2 separate regions of the Sus scrofa genome follow, and region 1 is linked to region 2. A link is a contact called in public Hi-C data. All regions are on one chromosome and are shown on one strand. The core of a region is the stretch at or near the end of the contact, and the rest is flanking DNA. Distances in the headings are between cores, read along the strand shown.

Region 1 (2,972 bases), core at 372-2,871, 640 kb before region 2:
CTGGAACCCTTTCCATGCCTCCTCCTCCTTCCTGCTCTTACTCCCATTCCCCTGGACGGAGATTTCTTTTGGCAGCACCAGCAGGAAAGTGGTTTGGCCCCAGGCAGATAAAGGCGCTGCTCTGAGCCTTGTGGCCACTCAGAGAGGCTGGACACACATCTCTTCCACACTTGTTTGCTTTCAGAGGCTCCAAGGGCTGGAGCTTGGCAGCTATCAATTTCTTCCTGAATTAGCACAGAGCAGTGACTTCTGGAAGTCATCAACTCTGAAAGCAACTGGCACAGGGCCCCCTGAGCGCAGCCCAGCCCAAAGGCAGGAGCTCGCTTTGAACTGGTATTTATGGGGATCCCGTCATGTGCCAACCTCAAAGTTGGGCATATCCACTGCCTTCACCTCTTCATAGCAGCCACCAGAACTGGAGGTCATCGATGTCCTGGCTTGTGAGCCAAGCATCAATCTTTGTTTTCCATTTTTAAATGTTCACATGGAAGTTCTAAAAGGCTGTGCAAAACAAGGGTCTCAGGTTTTTGAGAGATGGAGGTAGGGGGTTGGGGAAGGCTTTGAATTTTTACTTAACATCCTAAACATACTAGTCATAAATTTAAGAAGTAATTTAAGAATTAATGTTTCCAAATATATATGAAAATAAGGAAGAAAAATATACCACCTGTTAGATATGGTTAACATTTCCCTTTTCATTCAAGTAAATTAAGGCCCAAACATACCCAAGTTCATATAGGTAAAAGATGAGCCAGGATTTGGCTCAGATTTGGAAGTGGTTTCTGCCCTCCTCGGGTTTCTAAAAGTGTTTTCCACATAGCCCTTGGTCCTAGGAGAGTTCTCTAGAGAGAATAACAGGCTCCATGCTCAGAGGAGCATGGAATATGGTGGGTTCCATGTCTTATAATTGATGGTTTGTGGTCAATGTGCTTGCAGTGGGTATTTGCTTACTAAAGGCTCTGAGAAGTCCTGCAAACCTCTATGAACATAGAACCCTCACTCCCCAGTGAAGGCACTCATAGACTCTAAGTAAATCTCATAAGTCAGGCAAATACGCCCTGAAGGAGCCTGCAATTTGGCTTTTCTCTGGGGGCATCAACAATGATTCTAGAGGAACATAGACAATATACATGGTGGGTGCCGTGTCAGGGCCTCTTGTACTAAGGCTCTAAATAAAGCTTCATAGTGAGGAGAGTGGGACAGGGGGTTGGGGAAAGGATCCTTTGAGAAAGGATCTTTGGAATCACCTCCTGAGAGGGCAGACCTGGCAGAAGGCAGGGGTCAAGGCTCTTCTCAGGTAGGGCTTTAAGGTCTGGTTGTAAATGGCCAGCAGCATCCTCAGCAGTTCTTAGAGCTGCAGGTCTCTCGTCCCTCTGCCTTACATTTTCATGAGCAGACATAGGGGTCTGATTTGTGGGTGGGGATGGGAGAGGGTGAAGCTAGGCCAGGACACAGAGACACAGCACTTACTGGGAACCGTATTTTCTATGTTCTCCTGGATCAATCTTGCAGCCGGTGGAAAGGGTCAAGTTCCTGCCTTGACTCCAGGCCCTGGTGCCCTGACTTGAGGCTGCAGTTCTGGGTCATGCCCAGCCTGCAGGTGTATGCCTCCTAGTCCTCGCCAGCAGGTCCTGCTTGGAACTGCAGATGCAGCAATTGTCATCCACAGATGTGAGATGTGCATTTGCTGGCTGGTTAAAAACCCCTGGGTAAGGCTGTCCTCACTGACAGTCCTTCCATTAGGTCAGTTCAAGCAAGGCCCCTTTCCATCACCCACACTCCAGACTGATATGCATTTGCCTAACTCATGGTAACCCTTTGGGTGAAAACAGCATCTTAAGTTGCTTCCATTTTTGCCTCCTGATTACCACTGATAGCAAAGACCCTTCGATGTGCCTTGTCGGGTTTATTCTTCTGTTCCTGGGAATTGCCAGTTCAAATCCTTAAGTCATTTTCTGTTGGCTTGTTTATTTAGTCTTTTACCTATAGATTTATAGACATTTTTATATGCTCTTGTCTTTTTCTCATCATGAATATTTCTTGTTACATATTTTGAAAATGTCTCTTATCTAGCTTTGTCATCCAGTGTTTTGTTGGTTCCCATACAGCACTTGTGTTTAGAAAGCCTGACTTACCTCCATGTTAGATATTTCTCTGTGTTTCCTTCTAATTATTTGACGTTTTTACTTCTTTGATATTTGATGCTTTAATAATTCAGGAAGCTATTTTTGTGACTGATATTAGGTAAAGAGCTACGTAGGAGTCTACCTAGGTATTTATGTCGCATGAATAGCCACTTGTTTTCACACCATTTATTGAACTGTCCAACATTTCTCAACTGGTTTGAACTGTTTCCTTTGTCATAGAGAATGTTTCTATATGTGTGTGCTTTTAGATACATATGCGTGGGTGTGTATTACACATGCCCAAATCAGTATTAGCCTATTTGCATTCTTGACACTCATGATTATAATGGAAATACGGGGGAAGGGTAGCAGAGGTATTAAGGTCCTTGCATCGATACCAGCAATGTAACAGATCTCTCTTAGTCTATATTGCTTAGCACATGTTTAGCAAGTGCATATCTTGTGGTCCACATAAAGAATTATGTTTCCAGGGGTCCTTACCTTCTGAGAACTCTCTTGTCCTCATGGTGAGTGGGCTGGCAGTGGACATGTTTTCAAGGCTGAAAGATTTGTAAATAATTAAATTTAGCATCTGAAATCCTGGATTGGATCCTGGAATAGAAAAAGACATTAGGAAAAACGATTGCTGTCCAGATGAAGCCTATAGTTTAGTTAATAGTATTGCACCAAGGTTAAGTTCTTAGTGTTGACAATTATGACGATTATAGAACATGTCGACTTTAGCGAAGCTGGATGAAGGGCATATTGGAACTCCCCCATTACCTTTGCAACTTTTCAATAAATCTAAAATTATGCAAGGGAGTTCCCTTCATGGCTCAGTGGAAA
Region 2 (2,935 bases), core at 13-2,512:
ACCACTGCCACCACCATCACCAAACAACTGCTGTCACTGAACCAAAACAAAGGACACATTACAAATAATGTCAGGTTACATGTGACCAGGCTCATTCTTGGACGTTCCTCCAAAATGGAGTTAATGAAACTTCTCACTCATCAATCAACCCCTTAATCATCAATGAATCCCAGGTATCTCCGTATAGGTGCAATTAGACTGAAGGGCCCTTCACCTTCCCTTCCTGTTTACACTTTCACTTAGGTGGAAAGCATGAGAAAATTCAGACAGCCATTACTAGACAAACGGGAGCAAAATCCAAGTGTCTCTGAGGGAGAGTGGGACCCTCGTCCTCTCTCTCCTGTGTATCTTCATTTATAAGCGGAATCATGGAAGTCAAAGCACCCCATCACCATGCTCTGCTCCTTGAGAGTGTGGGGGACCTTGGCAATGGCCTAGGACATATTCAAAGTTTTAGGGCTTACAGCAGACAGAAGTGGCAGATAAATATATACAGGAGCAGAGAGGTTGAGAGGAAGCAAACAGTGTGTGGAAGGGTCTCCCCCAGGGTCAGGGACCAACCTGAGAAGAGGCAGGCACCGTGTCCCACTCATCCGGCTCTCTGGGAAAGCGCTTAGCCTCGTGGGCCTAGGGAGTGCCTATCAAAGCACCCACAAGTTTGCGGCCAGGGTGGGAGTACCTAAGGCCCAGAGGCTTGTCTCCTTCTGACCTTTGGGAGGTAAGGGGATGGAGGAGGGGCGGGCGCACAGAGGCACAAGGGAACCAACAACAGGAAACTCAGCGCCCCCACATTCAGCAGTTTAAAAACCACGGCCTCACCGGGTGCTAAAGACGCGGAGGTAGCAGCAACCTCCGACTCAGGGATCCCGGAGCGTCTGGAATCACGAGGGCTCGCGGGGGTGGGGGCGTGGTGCCTGGATGGCCCCGCCCCGCCCGCCGCCCCTGCGCGCAGCCTGGCGCTGCGTGAGAACCCGAGGGCTCTGTGTCTCGCGGACCCATGCGCCAGCGGCTTGGAGACCAAGGGCAGGCTTTGGCTACCAGCACTCTCCCCCCACTACCCGGTTTCCTTTCCCATTTGCCCGCTGAGGCTTTTTCTTCCTTCTTCGTTCTTTTAACGTTAACTCCTCCGTCCCTCTTCTCCCCTCTCGCTCCCCTCTCCCTCCGCATCCTCTTCCCTTTCTGCCCGGGCCGTCACTCCTTTTCCGTCCTCGTCTCCGTCCGTCCTGGCATTTCTTTACCCCGTTATGCATTTGCTTGTTCATCGTGCCTCCACTTCTGCTTTTTTCGCCATCTCCCACCCGAAAAACTTGTTCCAGCTAGGGGTTCCCACCAGGCCACAGTTGCTCCCCTCTACCCTAGGGACGGCGGTGTTTGCGGGTTCCAACTCCGCTCCCCGAAGCACGAGCGCCCCGCCCAGTCCCTGGCGTGATTCTGAAGCCCTGTCCCCGCCAGCCTTTTCTCCCATCTACTCCGCGTGGGCAGGAAGCAGGCCCGGGACCCCTTTCTCCGTCGGGTCTTCCTCCTGGGATGCAGGGGAAGACCCAGGGAGGATTTGGGCACTGCCCCCCCCCCACCAGGCCCAGTCTCCCGCAGAACCGCACTCTCCACGGAGCGGGTCGGGCAGCCAGTGAAGCGAAGGGGCGGGAGGCAACAAGTGTCGATACGTGCGGCCGGAGGGGCGGCGGCGGGGGGGTGCTGTACCTGCTTGAAGCTGGAGTCAAGGGTGGGGTGGCGGGCGCCAGGCTGACCCTGGCTAAGCACTCCAGGCACCCCCTTCCTTACAAGTGGCATTGGGGATGGAGGGGGAGGGAAAGCTGGGAGAGAATGGAGACGTGGCTCTTCCGAAGTCCGAAGTCTCCCTCCCTCAGGTTTCCCCACCCGCACCCCAAGCTGAGTTTGCTAGGGATGGGTAGAGGGGGCAGGGCAGAAGCTGACGACGTGGAGAGATCTCTGGAAGGTGGGGTGAGGAAGAGCAATTCCCATTTGCCTCCCCCACTTGAGCGATGCTTCCCCCCTACCCACCACCCAGGCCTCCTGGGCAAGGGCCCAGCCTGACCAGCTGGAGCGGATTTGGGCGAAGGAGGAAAAAGGGGCTCCCGAGCCCTCCCCAGCTTCCCTCTGCCGCCCTCCTTGATTGGTTGTGCGTCTCTTGAGCCCAACTTCAGTCGCTCTAGACTCCGTCTGAAACCCAGGGGAGCCAGAGTTCGGCGACCCAGGGCGGGAGGAGGTGGCCACGAATCCCGGGGTTTGCATCCCAGGGGTCCCTGGAGGGAGGGGCGCGGACGGGCCAGCCCCCGCAGACTCCGCGAGGCCCAGCTAGCCGCGTCTCGCGGCCTCGGCTCCTCTCCGCCCCCCGCCCTTTCATTCCCTCCCAGCGGCGGCCTCCCTCCTCCTCCCCCAGCCCCCCCCCACCGCCCGCCACCTCCCCCCGGTTTCTCATTCCTGCCACTAGCGCGCTCGGCGGCTCATTCCGCGGCCGCCGCCAGCCGAGGGGAGCGTCGCGAGCAGATGCCGCGGGGGCAGCTCGCAGCCGCCGCCGACTTGTGAATGGGACCCGGACTGGGGCCGGGGCTGACACCACTGCGCTCGCCCTGCGCCAGGGACCGACGGCCCGCAGCTCGCGCCCAACCTCCAGGGCCCCAGGTGAGGCGCGCCGCCAGTGCCTTCTCTCGCCTCGATAGGGCTTCGGGGGCGGTGGGGGGGGGGGTTGTCTCTGGATAAGAATGTCTGGGGGGGGAGGTCTGACTTGAGAAGGTTTCACTAATGCAAAACAGAATCGGAGAGAAGGGCGGAGGTAAGAGATTTGTTTAAAAATCAAAAAGGAAGAAGAGAGCCAGCTGTGGGCGCGGGCGGCGCAGGGGGCAGAGGCGCCAGATGTGCGCTCCAACCTCTACCCCGGCTCCAGCTTCCTCTGGGGTCTGCTCCGAGGCCGGGG

Evidence for each region. A called contact is a pair of places that touch in the nucleus more often than the background predicts.
Region 1: a Hi-C map of omental adipose tissue shows a contact between it and region 2, with 2.0 times the contacts expected there. The contact joins the enhancer-like site here to the promoter of LOC106507571 in region 2. A contact is called at or near these places in 9 of 47 Hi-C or Micro-C datasets (embryonic fibroblasts, fetal heart ventricle, fetal skeletal muscle and 4 more).

The regions. Positions count from the first base shown.
Region 1 is chr6:26,571,425-26,574,396 of Sscrofa11.1, reverse strand. All of the region lies in intron 7 of LOC102162742 (a long non-coding RNA gene), which reads left to right. Among named protein-coding and RNA genes, the nearest start is that of CDH5, 540 kb to the left of the region's middle. Within about 2 kb of position 1,621, at least 1 of the 83 cell types and tissues checked has an H3K27ac peak or open chromatin away from gene starts, as enhancers often do. A contact at or near this core is called in omental adipose tissue, where this site is marked.
Region 2 is chr6:25,933,169-25,936,103 of Sscrofa11.1, reverse strand. It overlaps LOC106507571, which reads right to left and starts at 1,262. Exons shown (of 8, transcript XM_021097535.1): 1 at 1,239-1,262; 2 at 820-1,054. The coding sequence starts at 1,262. It also overlaps a transcript of CDH11 not described here.